Linked DNA regions of Mus musculus: region 2 is linked to region 1. Evidence: chromatin contacts called from public Micro-C data. All regions are on one chromosome and are shown on one strand. Each heading gives the region's core, a stretch centred on a gene start, on an enhancer-like site or on the middle of the called end of the contact. The rest is flanking DNA. Distances are from core to core; before and after follow the strand shown.

What was found. Hi-C and Micro-C count contacts between places; a contact is called where the count stands out from the background.
Region 2: a contact with region 1 is called in a Micro-C map of the G1E-ER4 cell line. The contact joins two enhancer-like sites. A contact is called at or near these places in 2 of 15 datasets of contacts at CTCF or cohesin (CD8 T cells and large pre-B cells), 7 of 484 Hi-C or Micro-C datasets (the G1E-ER4 cell line, brain, cerebellum and 2 more), 8 of 115 datasets of contacts at active chromatin or transcription factors (the SCID.adh cell line, bone marrow-derived macrophages, double positive thymocytes and 3 more) and 3 of 9 other capture datasets (adipose tissue, embryonic stem cells and liver).

What each region holds. Positions count from the first base shown.
Region 1 is chr7:63,902,303-63,909,345 of GRCm38.p6, forward strand. The region is part of intron 1 of Klf13 (Kruppel-like factor 13); the gene reads right to left. Among named protein-coding and RNA genes, the nearest start is that of Gm27252, 9.4 kb to the left of the region's middle. Within about 2 kb of position 3,104, at least 114 of the 459 cell types and tissues checked have an H3K27ac peak or open chromatin away from gene starts, as enhancers often do. A contact at or near this core is called in CD8 T cells and the G1E-ER4 cell line, where this site is marked.
Region 2 is chr7:63,990,256-63,997,611 of GRCm38.p6, forward strand. All of the region lies in intron 1 of Gm32633 (predicted gene, 32633), which reads left to right. Among named protein-coding and RNA genes, the nearest start is that of Gm32633, 7.1 kb to the left of the region's middle. Within about 2 kb of position 1,501, at least 62 of the 459 cell types and tissues checked have an H3K27ac peak or open chromatin away from gene starts, as enhancers often do. A contact at or near this core is called in CD8 T cells and the G1E-ER4 cell line, where this site is marked.

The DNA of each region.
Region 1 (7,043 bases), core at 1,854-4,353:
TGATACAGAGGGTTTTGTGTTTTTGTTTTTTTTTGGGGGGGGGTGGTTTTTGGTTTTTCGAGACAGGGTTTCTCTGTATAGCCCTGGCTGTCCTGGAACTCACTTTGTAGACCAGACTGGCCTCAAACTCAGAAATCCGCCTGCCTCTGCCTCCCAAGTGCTGGGCTTAAAGGCGTGTGCCACCACCACCCAGCTGACTCAGAGGGTTCTAATTAACTGGGGAGAGGGAGGTCCCATGAAATTGCCAGCAGGATATAATGAAACAATTTATCCAGAGTTGATTTCATAAAGCAAACACATTGGAAATGTCTTTTTTTTTTTTTTTTTTTTTAAACCATGGGGCCAGATTATCTGACTTTTTATTTTAAAGAAAGAAAAGGGGGGGGGGTGTCATTTCTAGAACAGCTGCAGAGCGGTAGGGATCCCTGCTTCACACCTTCAAGGCCAGCCAGAGAATTTCTTACAGGATCACAGGCCCACTGACCCAACAGATGTCTCCAGTTACTGGCAATTTATACCAAGCATTTTCTGGGAAAACCATTGTGTTCAAAGGTCTAGTCTGAGAACAGGCTTTCCTGCAAAATTTCCATAGCCACAGGTATAGTCCCTTCAGTTCTGCCTGCAGCTGCTCACAAGTTTGGGAATTCTGCTCAGGAAGCCATTTAGGAGACAAGGCCAGTCCTAATTCCAGACCCAGCCCTGGCCACTGCTTCTACACAGGCCCTTCCTTCCTCCTTGAACCCTGTCTTGCCGCCTCCACCCTATTTCCTATGCCCTTTGCTACCGGGCCTGGAGCAGGACCCCAAGGGAGCTACAAGGAGCTAATCCAAGAGACACTCAGGAAAGAGAGCAAGGCAAGTGCTATACTCTATACATGCAGGATTACAAAGACCTTTCCACTGTAGCTTTGCAAGGGATTTTATCCCACATCTATCCCATGCTGCTGGTGATAAGGGAGGTTTGGTGACAGGACAACTCCCAGAGCTGGAACCCTGTCCCAAACCCTGTCCCTCTCCAGCAAGCTCTGGTTCAGGGTGGCGCTCCATGATCGGTGGCATCTACAGTTGCTTCATTCATCTGGAGGAAGGTTAGGATGAGGGTGTGTGTGTGGGAGGGGGTGGGGGGAGCACATGGAACTGTCTGATGTTTTCACAAGCAACAGACAGGGAGGTTTAAACACAGCTAAACTCCTGAAGCCATGTTTGGATGCAGGCAAACTGCATACTCTATGGAGTACCAAAGAATATGACTCTATAAGCACAGCAAAGAAGCATGGAATATTCTGGGGTAGATACAGTGTCTGACTGTCCTTTCTGAAACCCTTGTATTTTCAACTGAACTGGTTCAGGCAGTCATAAAGAGTATAACAATACACAAAGCCATGTACATACCTACCAGCATGCAAGCAAACACACACACACACACACACACACACACACACACTCTTTCTCAAAATCTCCCACCCCCAAACCATCCCCCCAACCTGACAAGGAAGTAGCACTAATTTGCACACGTTGTTTGCACATGTTGGCACACTTGCTTAGAGAGGTCAAATGGAGCACACGCCAGACATTTCATAACAGTGTTTCCCCTCCTTTTACTAAGGGTTACAAAACACATTTGAAATTTTCCGTTTCTCTGAACCCCTATAAAACGACAATAATCAACACTCTTGTTTTCTGTGGGGGGAATATGCAGCCATCACAGACAGGCTCTCTCAGGAGCTCCGCCCTATTACTACTGGAGATATATGCGACGGGAGAAATAGCCACTGTAAAAGCTTTCAGATGCAGAATGCTCTGTCAAAGCTCTTCTCCAGGCTATCAAGCTATGAGGGAGAGTGAGCTGAACCCAAAGAGCAGACATTTCCATCTCTTCCCACTCAATCCTTAGGTCGCAGAACTGCTTTCCAAAGGAACAACAACAGTGTGTCTATCTTCCTGGCTCCTCGTCCCCAAGCTGCAGAGAGCCACATGGGGGCCTGCTTTGTCATCCTGAACTGAAGGGACCATATCCCATTTCAGAAGCCAGCATCAACAGTCTCTGTCTGGGTATTACACAGAGAAATCATGTCTCAAAAAATCAGAAAGAAACAGAGTGTGTGTGTGTGTGTGTGGGGGGGGGGGGGGACGGGTGAAAGAGAGAGAGAGAGAGAGAACTTGCAGTCATCCGGCATATATAAACTGCTCTGAAGTTTCAACAATAAGCTCCCAGCTTCAACAATAGTCTGAGAAGGATGTTGAAGAGGATGGTCAACAGCTCACGGGTGCTCAGCATCTTCTGACCTTATGACTACAAATGAGAACAGGAGAGGACAGCACTCCACACGTTCATGGCAATGTTAGAATCAGAAAGTTGCCAGCACTGAGTGCTGCTGGACCAATTCACTCTCACACTAGGAGAGAGAAACAGCCACTGTGCAAAGTCTCCCACAGAGTCTTATGAATTTATACAACCTTATACACAACACCCTAACCCCACTCATAGGCCTTCACCAAGGTGAACTAAAAATAGATTTCATACTAAGACCTGTACACAAACCTTAAAACAGCTATTCGTAACTATCTCAAATGGAGGCATGGACTTTCTACAGATGGAGAGACAGATTTTGGTGTATCCACACAATGGAATATTATTCAATGGTTAAAAAGAAGCTCCTGACTCACAACAAAATGGATAAGTTATGAATGAACTTTGCTAAGGTGAAACAACCAGACATAAAAGGCTGCACTTCCCATGGCTCTATTTATATTTCATTCTGTAAATCACAGACCTATAGACAGAAATCCCACCAAGGACAGAGGGATGTGAGACTGGTTAGCGTCTATAAGGGGATGAACAGGGTGACTTCTATAGTGGTATAAGGACAGTAAGTAGATAAAGACTGCATTTGTCAGTTCTGGGGTTGGGGGTAACCTTAGTGCAGTCTCCATCTCAACCCAACACCATAACAACAACAACAACCACCACCACCCCAGCACTTGGAACTGTATTCACAAACAAGGCATTTCAGGCTACACAAATAAACACCAACCAGGAAGCTGGGGAATCCCAGGCTGGGACAGACTGAGTCACATGCCTTTGTGCAGGGTGGGACAGCAGCTGACCTAAGTTACTGGGAACACAGTGCTGTGACTGGAAACTCTTTAAGAGCAGGCAAAAGGACCTGCACTGTAGTCAGCAAAACATCAACTCTAAGCGTGGTCTAACAATCTACACCTGCCTCCCGGGTGCACTAAGGAAAGGGGACACAGGTAAGGCCACTGCTGGGGGGTAGATGTAGAGGGGTCACAGAAAGGGGCAGTCCACTGGGAGTCTAGTCCCAGAGGCTGGCCACAAATAAGAAGAGCTAGATATGGAAGGACAGAGAGATATGGTGTATTTCGTTAATGTGTTAAACAATGTAAATGTTACACACACACACACACACACACACACACACACACACACACAGCTCTACGCAGAGTGGCATAGTGGCAGCCACACCCCAGTCACAAGGAGCACACCCAGATCCTGGATTCTGATACCATTCTGCAGTGAGAGGAAACAGGGTCCTTTGGATTTGATCTGTGGGCTGGGACAGGAAAAGTCCGTAAGCCCGAGCATCATATAATGCCAGAAAGTCAGGAAACAGACAAAAATTCAAAAACGAAGGGGCATGTCAAAAGGACACAGGAACAGGCCTAAAGAGTCCCTGTCCAGGGCTGGGATATTTGAGTAACAACATAAATAGCACTAAATTCACATGAACTGGATTCCCCACAGGCATGAAATGGAAAGACTCTTCCTTTCTGCTGTGTTTACCTCCGAAAGCCACAAACCCAGTCCAACCATGAGAGAAAGAAAGATCAGACAGCTACAGGCTGAGGGACAGTCTACAGAATACTTAGCCTGTGTAGAATTGCTATTCTTGTTGCTGTGTCTAAGTACCTGACCAGAGATGTAAGGAAGACTTTATTCTGGGCTCAGGGTTTGGAGAACAACAGTTCATCGTGGCAGGAGGCAGGAGCACCGGGCAGCTGGTTACATTGCATTCTCGGGTAGCAGAACGATTAATGCTGGTGTGTGTCTGCTTTTTATATAGTCTGGGACCCCAGATCATCAGGTGGTATCACCCACACACATCAGGTAGGTCTTCCCAGAGAAGTGTCTCCTGGGTGATTCTAAATCCAGTTTGGTTGACAGTGAAATTGAACATCATAGCCAATACCCCTCAAAATTGTTGAAGGTCTACCTCTTTTTGACTTGGCATGGCTGCTGCACTAATGAGCTCACATCCTCTGACGTTACCTGCACAAGATCAAGCCTGTGCGCATTCTAGCATGGGCCAGGGAAGGGCTCACGAGCTCCTACCACCAGCTGACAAGCTATGTGGCAATTGATGGGTTTTGGCTGCTGTGGTGGTGGGACCACCATTTTTTAGGGTTGTGGCCACTGGTAAGTTGTATGTGCTCTGGTGGGTGAATGGCCCCATACCCATCTGCAGAAGGGCAGCATTAACTGGACTCATTGCCTTGTTTTTTTTTTTTTGTTTTTTTTGTTTTTTTTTTTTTTTAAAGAATAATAAGGATTAAAGAAAGACAAGCTGAAGGGGTAAGGGAAAATGTGAGAGGAGAGTTGGGGACCAAGAATCAATAGACACATGGTATGTGTGTATGAAATTGTCAAAGAATAAATAAAAGTGTTTATTAAAAAAAAAAAATGGTGCCGGGCGTGGTGGCGCACACCTTTAAGCACTTGGGAGGCAGAGGCAGGCAGATTTCTGAGTTCGAGGCCAGCCTGGTCTAAAGTGAGTTCCAGGATAGGCAGGGCTATACAGAGAAACCCTGTCTCGAAAAACCAAAAAAACCAAAAAAACAAAAACAAAAACAAAAACAAAAAAAACCCTGGCAACACTGGGCATGATGGCAGTGCTCGCCTTTAATCCCAGCACCCAGGAAGTAGAGGCAGGTGGACCTCAGTGAGCTGCAGGCCAGGCTGGTCTCCATAGCAAGTTCCAGCCAGGGCTATACGGAGAGTTGGGATGAATTGCTTCTCTTCTACCAGGCCCAGGAGTCTCAAAACAAAACAAAAACAAACAAAAACCAAAACCATGAAAAAACAAGTCAAATCTTAGATGGCAGGGGGGACCCAGGGAAACATGATCACCATAGTCCACTTAATGGATGACAGACAATGATGTCCTTTGCCTTCAGTGATCATAACAACGGTCACATGGCTCTACTTGGAGTAACAACGTATTACTGCTGACCTAGTGCAAATGGCTAAATCAGGTTCAATAGACAGAAAAAGATGAAGATGGATAAACTAATCTCTTCGGCTCCTCAACTACGTTAAGAGCAACCCACGGTGGTCACTTCTATCAAGCAGACACTTTCCTAATGAGTCGCTTCCCACCTGGAAGGTAGGCACACGAACCATCTGCAGTGGGTTGCAAACGCTACCACTAGCCCAGCAACCATTCTTCAGAGGGACGGACTTCAGTTTGAGAGGCTGGCTGTTCTTTGCAGACTGCCCTAGACCTGGCTTGGTGAACTGCTTCTAGGCGCATTTCCTTTAAAAAACGAAAAAGGCAGGGTATACTTCCTTCACTCTCCCTTTCTTCATGCCCTGGTTATGTTCCAATGCTTCTAATACAATAGGAGCAGATGTCATCGTGTCCCATGCTGTGACAATGGCCCAATCTGAATGCTGAAAAATTACTGCAGTGAAAAGTGGGAATGAGCTCAGACCTCTGGTCACCGTCTGTGGCTGTTACACCAGGCCTGGATTGTCCATGTAGGGACCTAGAACCAGAAGGAAGGAGTCCTGGGACCTGGGCCTGGTAGAAGAGAACCAATTCATCCCAACTGTCCTTTGACTACCAAGGGCATGCCTCCTCCCCCCCAATAAATAAACAGTTTGTTCATCATCTCTTTTCTAGCTCTCAGCTCTCCCTAGACCTCCCGTGTTAGACCTAAGGCCAACAGGAACTCTGGGTAAAGCTGATTTCTGATTTCCACAGACACAAATTAACAGACAAAGCAAGAGATAAAGGGCAAGGGTAACACTTAGAAGCTGGAGCTGAGACAACAGAGGCAGTGAAAGGGGGCACTCCTTACCCTATACAATGTACCCAACCCAGGGGATCAGAAGCCTCTGGCAGCTATAGGATTGAGAACATTATTAAAGGCAATGCAAACACAGGATCCCTCTCCTCATGGCTGCCTGCCCACCCTTCCCATACCTGCTACAGCAGAGACTAGCTAATGGAAGGCTTTGAACAGCAAGTCTTCTGGCTCAGGGTGTGGCAGTTTTCTCAACAGAGCCTGGGGAACAGCTCACAGGCTAGATGTAGCCACCCTAAAGTCCGCCCCCTCCCCAATTTGGTTCTGACTCCACCCCTACCCCCACCCCGCAGGGCAGCAGACTCCTCCCTCAGGCAAAGGCCTGAAGAAAATGGCCTAACAGACCTCTACCATCAGAGCAGCACCAGACACCGGAAAACTCAGCCCCTGGCCCTGTAGGTCAAAAGACAGTGGAGAGCAGGGGAAAAGAGTCAGGAATGAGAAACACACTTCCCAAGCTCCCACTACAATCCTGAGGCTGAGCACGGCAGGAGCGGAAGAGGAAGTGCACAAGAGCCGCAGAAGCCTGAGGCAATAAGCAATGGAAGAAAGTGGGTCAGAAATGAAAAGCCCGGTTAGCGTTAGAACAAATGCTGAAGGAAATTCAAAGAGAACAGCATATGGGACAAATGGATAAGGAGGGGAAAGAAGAAATGAAGGCCAATCCAAATAGTTTCAGTCCCTGGCAATGGAACTCCACCCCCACCCCAGGCTGGCCAGATAGCTCATGAAGCAAGTATGTAAGGATACCCTTCACAAGCCACGGGGGGGGGGGGGGGGGGGGGGGGGGGGGGGGGAAGCGGCGCACAGCAGGCATGCTCACAAATCTACCCCTCCCAGAATTGGAGTGATAGCTCAGTGGTTAAGAGCACACTCTGCTCTTATACAGGACCTGATGTCGATTCCTAGCACCCACACTTGGCAGCTCATAACTAC
Region 2 (7,356 bases), core at 251-2,750, 86 kb after region 1:
CTTTTTCTCTTGCAAAACGGAAACTCTGCCTGGTTAAGCAACAAACTTCCCAACTTCCCTCCCAGCTCCAGACAACCATCTTCCCCACCTCTCCATGAAACTGAGGGCTCTGGACACTTTGGATGAGCAGAGAGAGCTATCTGGGTATGTCCTCTGTAACTGGCCGACTTCACTTTGTGTGCCTACCATCCGCAGCTTCCTCCATGGTTTGCAGCAGGTGTCACAGGGGAGGGAGGAGTTTCGGGCTGCAGATTTCACAGGTCCAGGCACCACCTAGAACAATAGCCTGTGCCCAGACCCAGGAAGAATGGAAGTGCGGATGGGTTAGAACCATCCCCATAGGCAGCCCTTCCCTGAGGCAGAACTTCCTATTCAGGCAGGGACCTGGGGCAACATTGCTCCCGTGTTATAGGATGACTCTTGGAGTAGCTGGGAAGGGACAGCCCAAACTACACGCTGAGGAATGCCAGGACCATGAGGAGAAAAGCGAGGAGAGGTGAGGTCCAAACCCAGGTTGCTGCATTTACTAATGTGTCAAAGAGGAAGCATTGTTGAGAAACTCAGTGTGACTGCCTTTTGAGGGCCAGGGATGACAGTAAAGCTGCTGTGGGTGACAGGGTGGCCATAGAGTAGTTGACAGGTGGTGCCACTTTATTGTCAGAAGCAAGGTGGCTACAATTATCTCAGTGAGTGGCCAGCTGGATAACAGCTGGGGCCACCATCCAAAGAGGTGGGCTCGTGGGAAGTCAGCTAGGGTACTACCCAGTTCCAAAAATTAATACCCTGGATGGACATCAAAGAGACTAGAAGCACCCTTTTCCCAAACCCTCTCATCCCATGCCGGTTCTCAGGCAGAGGATCCAGGTTGAAGGAGAGGCGCATTTAGGGCAGATGTACCACCAAGGTGAGTGTGTGAGTGATGAGCCTAGGCTTCCAACAAGGGACCCTAATCATTCCCATTTCGTTGGTTATCCAAGCACAGGGCCATGGGGAGCATCGAGAAGCCTTCAGGACTGGGCCAGTCTGAACTGACTCGGTGTAGAGATGGCAGGGTCTCCATTGTGTCTATTAGAGAAGACCATGGGGAACCAGGCCTGGTATCCCTGCTACATGAGGCAGTCCTGGGAGTAGTCTATCTCCTGTACCCCATAGCAGCTGCTCTTGAGTACCCCACTTACCATTTCTGTAAGGCAAGATAAGATTAAACTGCCCACCCTCCCTTTCAGTTTTGGGAGGTGAAGCCGACTACAAAGGGAATGGCTGTGTCTCTTTTACAGCTGCTCAGGCCTCATGACAGCAAGGGCCAGGCCAGGCTTGAGGAAAAAGCTGGAGTGGTTGGGCCCAGACAGGGCTCCATGGAGCTGCAAGGGGCTTGAGTTTGAAGTCCGCGTGTTGGCATGTGCAGCCCGCTCTTCAGGGCAGATGGTGTTCCCCAGGCTGTGGGTAGAAGCTCCTTTGTAGACAGCATTCACACAGCCTGGGTTTCAACCCAAAATAGCTTCCTCTCCTCACCCCGAGCAGGGTGGCCAGCTGCTCCTCCTGCGCAGGTTCCTGGCCAAGGTGCAGCTCCACCTGGCCCATGTGCGGGTGGCACCAGGCTCCTGTACCTGCAGGGGCAGGCCATATTGGATGCTCAGGGGTGGGGTGGGGGGGCTTCTGTGGAAACCACCCTTGTGAGTTGGCAGTCAGGGCCAAGAAGGGAGGAGCCTTGGAGAACATGATGTAAGGGATTAGCCTGCCCAAGCCTGGAGCCCAGTGACATCCACCTGCCTCCCAGGGCAGCTCTGGAGCCAAGGCTACCCTTTCCCTAATTCATTCTCTATCTGCCCCCCCCCCCCCCCCCCGCAATCCCACCCGCGCATGCGTGCGTGTGTGTGTGTGTGTGTGTGTGTGTGTGTGCGCGCGCGCGCTATTTATTTATTTTTTTTAAATCACCAATAGCAGCCTTCTTCAGAGGCCTCCTGAAAATTTACCTTTCTGTCCAAGTCCAAATTTAGCCCTGACTTCCAGGCCTCTTACCATCTGGGCCTGCCAGGCCTCTGCCAAATGGATCAACCTGCCACAGAGTGGAGAAAACCCACTGCCCTGCTGCTTCCTGCATTGGAAAGCCCACTGTTCCTGCAACACACACCCACTGGGTTCGGGAAAGGCGTCGCTGACGCAGGCTTTGAGGCTATGCCTACCACTCCCTGATCCCCGCCAGGACCATATGCCATTTCACGTTTCAGACCGTGGCCATACACGGTGATAGTATCCATTTCACTTTGCACTGGTGGTCTTTGAAACCAAAGCCAAGAAGGCTGGAGCTGGGATTGAAAACTTGGGCCACCTAGAGCCTCCCTGGAAGGCCAGGCCACCCAGGGAGTGCCCCATGTTCCTTTGTTCCCAGCCAACCTGGATTACATTTGGGCCTCCTAATCAAGCTTTGCAACCCAGGAGGTCAACGTGCTGGTATTTGTAGATCCGTGCCAGACACTAGCCTGGGGAATCAGAGATGTGGACTATAGGTCTCTACTTCTCACAGCTGGCAAAGATGAAGAGAGCCAGGAGGAGGTTGGTCAGGGTGTCTAGAGATTTTCCCCATAGTTTAGTGTAGTTTGTCTTTTATCTCTTGACCACTGCAAATGCCAAATCTAGATAGAAGGAATAGTTCCTCACAGGCAGGGTAGGAGGTGCATGTCCAATCCTGTGGCTCTAGCCCTTCTTCTAGAACCTTCTTGTTTACTTTTGTCCCATAGCCTTGTGGCTGGAGTTAAATACTGGCTTGGCTCATGGTCCACCTTAGTCAGCGGTCCACTGTCTGATTTTCATCTTCAGCCTCTGCAACAAATTGTCAGTGTGGCTCTCAACCTTGGCCAAGCCATGAGTCCATTTTCTAAGGACTGTCTGATACACGAGACAAAGTAAAGAAAGAAGACTGATTATTTTAGGTTCACAGTCTCCAAGGCTGGAAAGTTCAAGGTCATATGGCCACAGCTGGAGATGGCTACCTGCCGCTTCCTAGGCAGGTAGAAGCTGAAAGATAGAGAAAGTATGCGTGCACAAGACAGAGAGGTCTAGCCTCCACTATAGCTAATACATTCTTCTGAGACATCTGCCTTGGTGATCCATTCCCCGCCCCACAGCACAGAGGAACTAACGTTCCTACGCCTGATTATTTAGAGGTCACGCTCAAGCCATAGAATAACCAAGAATTAAGAACAGGACTTTGCAGGCTGGAGAGATCCACCTCTTTGCAGTTAAGATGTACTTTGTGTACTGCTCTCCCAGAGGACCTGAGTTCATGGCCCAGCACCTATGTAGGATGACTTACAGACACGTGTGATTCCAGCTCCAGGGAATCCAACTCCCTCTTCTGCTCTCCATATGTGTACCTATGTGTACATACCCATACATATACACATACTAAAAATAAGTAAATTAAAAAAAAAAAACACCACCACCACCGACAACAACAACAAAAACAGCAACAACAGAAAAACCCAAGAAAACAACTGGAGTTTCTTTTGTTTGTTTGTTTGTTTGTTTGTTTTTGTTTTTTTGAGACAGGGTTTCTCTGTATAGCCCTGGCTGTCCTGGAACTCACTTTGTAGACCAGGCTGGCCTCGAAATCAGAAATCTGCCTGCCTCTGCCTCCCGAGTGCTGGGAAAGGGAACTGGAGGATGCGGGCATCAATCCTGCTACCTCTCACATGCTAAGCGAGCGCTCTACCATTTGAGCTAATCCCCCTCTCAACTGGAGTTCTCAACCCGGCTAGCTGTACTTCTGAATGTTGACCGACTACGGATGCTTGGATTCTGTCCCCTAGGTTCGTGGGAATCCCCTTCTTATCCCATGAATTCTGTGACAGTCAGGGTTATGTAGGGGAACAGAACTGAGTGAGCATATAAAACAAAGGAAATGTATTAGATTGTCTTATAGGATATGTGCTGGGTAGTCTAGCAATGAAAGTCTGCACCCTGGCCAGACTGAGAACTGCGACCTGCTCAGTCCCCAAGGCCAGAAACCTCAATGATCCCAAGCTGGCACTGAGTTATGGAGGATTCCTGGAGATCTGATCTTTAGTTCATGGTGGAAGGTCAAAGAAGCTGGGTTAAGCAACAGCTAAGGATGGCAGCAGCAGAGGCAGCAACCAAAGGCTGCACTTGCCAGCAAGGTGCAAGGCAGGCACATGAGACGTATTTCTCACCTCTCTATGTCTGGGCAGCAGATGGTGGGTTCTACTACTCCGAGGAAAGGGCTTTTCTGTCTTAGCCAATGGGCCCAGGATATACCCTTGAAGACCTACCCAGAGGTGTGTCTCTTAGTTGTTCCCATATCCAGTCAAACTGACAACAATCACATTTACATTTCACTCTCCTTTCCCAGCTCAGCCTTCCTTCTTTAAAAAAAGATTTATTTATTTTTATTATGTATATGAATACACTGTAGCATTACAGATGGTTGTGAGTCATCATGTGGTTGCTGGGAATTGAACTCAGGACCTCTGCTTGCTCTGGCCCAAAGAATTATTTATTATTTTATGTAAGTACACTTTACCTGTCTTCAGACACACCAGAAGAGGGCGTCAGATCTCATTACAGATGGTTGTGAGCCACTATGTGGTTGCTGGAATTTGAACTCAGGACCTTCGGAAGAGCAACCAGTGCTCTTAACTGCTGAGCCATCTCTCCAGCCCTCACCCTTCTTTTTAACAGCTTGTTTTTGATGATAACCTCCAAGCACCAAAGCCACAGCATAGCCTAATGGTATCTTATCAATGACAGTCTTTTTAAGAAGATGATAGGCCATCTTCCCCATATTCCCTGGGGCTTAGAGGACAGAACTTACATACTTGACACACATGTTGCTGTGCAGCCTATTATGTTATGAGATCCTACAGGCCACATATCACAAGTGTTGGCGGACATGACAATTATTATTCTGTGTTTGGCAGTTGGATTGGGTTAGAAGGTCTAGGAAGCATACCTTTGCCTGCCTGGTGCATGTGTAGTCCTCCTTATTGTCCTTTCATGTGGCCATCAAGGTCTTTCTTACTGTATGGCAGCCTCAGGACAGCCTGGGCATGGTCTATGAGCCTAGGGAGCCAAGAAAGTGGGCATGGTTATAAAGGGTAAATGTGATATTTTCTCGACTTGTGACCTACTGTCAGGATTCGGGCTTCAGTGGTTGGGCACGTGTCTGATACATGTGACTTGTGACTGGGTAATGTCCTTTGCTCTCCTCTGAGCACCATGGGCTCCTGTGCATTTGTACCACATGGGGACAGTGGTGGCCAAAGGATGACTAGTAACCAGGCAGCATCCTTGGGAGCCCAGAGCCTCTGGGTTATAATAGCAACAGGAGTAACAGGGACTCCTTACCAAACCATTTGGGATTCTTTCAGCCCTTCCCTCAACAAGGCCTCAGCCTTGGCTTATAAAAAACTCTTAGACTTTTAGTAAAAAAGAATTTATCTGCTTCTTAACTTTCCCATGTTTGAACACAAAAAAAGCTGGGTGTGGTGGGACATGCCTTTGATGTCAGCACTCAAGAGGCAGAGATAGAGGCAGATGTATCTCTCTGAGCTTGAGGCCAGCCTCATCTACAAAGCCAGTTCCAGGACAGGCAGAACTATACAGAGAACTCATCTCAGAAAAAAAAAAAAAAGTAAAGAAAGATCAGTATAACTATTAACAGTTCAAGGCCACATTACTAGGATAACACAGACTGTAAGAATTTACCAGAGGAAGCTCAACATTGCTGCAGTTTACTGTGTAGTTCAGTCAAAACCTGGTTCGAGACAGGTAGGACCTGAGTTACCCCTTGTGAAACAGCTGATATCCAAATTTACAGTTTGTTAGTTAAGGGTGTGCAGCTCTCACCAGCTCCTACATTTCCACACCAACTTAGAAGCTTCTCTTTGAAATGTGAAACTTTGGGCCTCTGGCTTTGCTTCTTCCCTTATTCCTGTAGAGGGGAAAGGCCTGGAAGAATGCGTCCTTTGCTCCAGCCTCTACCACAGCCTCCGGTCAACAGACTCAAGAAATATAGAATACATTGTTGTAAACAGGAGCATCCGTCTTAGTTTTTTTCTCCTCATTGCCAGTGATAGAATACTCTGCAGGCAGAGCTGAGAGTTCTGCAGCTTCATCTGAAGGCTGCTAGTGTAAGACTGACTTCCAGGCAGCTAGGATGAGGGTCTTAAGCCCACACCCACAGTGACATACTTACTCCAACAGGGCCTCACCTTCTAATAGTGCTACTCCCTGGGCCTAGCATATACAAACCATAACAGGTACAGCCTTTGATGATAGTGAAAGGCAGGAACTTGAAGCAGCTGGTCATATCATAGCCACAACTAAGAACAGAGAGAGGTGAATGTATGCACCCCTTTCTCCAATTATCAGTTCAGGATCCCACTAGGGAATGGTGCTATCCAGAGTGAGTCCATCTCAAGTCGATGCTATCAAGGTAACCCCTCGCAGGCATGCCTATCCACTAGATGACTTTAGATTACATCAGGTTGACAATGTTACTGGTCACCTTCTGTGCCACCAGGACGCCAGAACTTATTTCTCTTATCTAACACCATTTTGTTACTTACCCTCCCTCCCCAGCTTCTGATAACCACCTTTCCACAATCTGTTTCTTTGAGATTGCCTTTTTAATGTTCTTCATCGGAGTGAGCCCATATGGTATTTGCGTCTCTGTGTCTGGCTGATTTCATTTATCATAAGGACTTCCAGTTCTGTCCATGTTACACAAGTGGCAGGATCTTATTCTCTGCTGTGGGCTGGAGAGTAGGCCACTGTATGCATGCACTACATTCCCTTCACTGGGCCATGGGCACCCCGACTGGCTGCGTGTCTTGGTTGTTGTGAATGTCTGAAGTGGTGGTTATGCTCTGATTTGCTTAGCGTACATTGTATCATGTAAGGAAATAACACATTGTACCCCATGAATCAGCCCAGCTAATGTGGACATCGGAGATGAGAAGGATAGAGTCTGCCTCAGGGCCTTACCATGGGGTGAGCCACTTTAGTGCACGTCAGCATCTTTCCCTGACCTGGGAAGTTTCTTCTTCCCTAGTTCTTGCTCAGTTCACTCCCCCCTGGTCTGCTTATTACAGAACCTTTCACTGCTGTCCAGAGGCAAGAGACCAGCATTGACACCTCTGTCTATGCCCTTGTTCTATTTAGACCAGTAGTCCTTAACCCTCCCAATGCTGCAACCCTTTAATACAGTTCCTCATGTCATGCTGACCCTCAACCATAAAAACATTTTTGTTGCTACTTTATAATCAATTTCGCCACTGCCATGAGTTATAATGTAAATATATGCTTTTTTGTTTGTTTGAGGGTTTTAGGTGACCC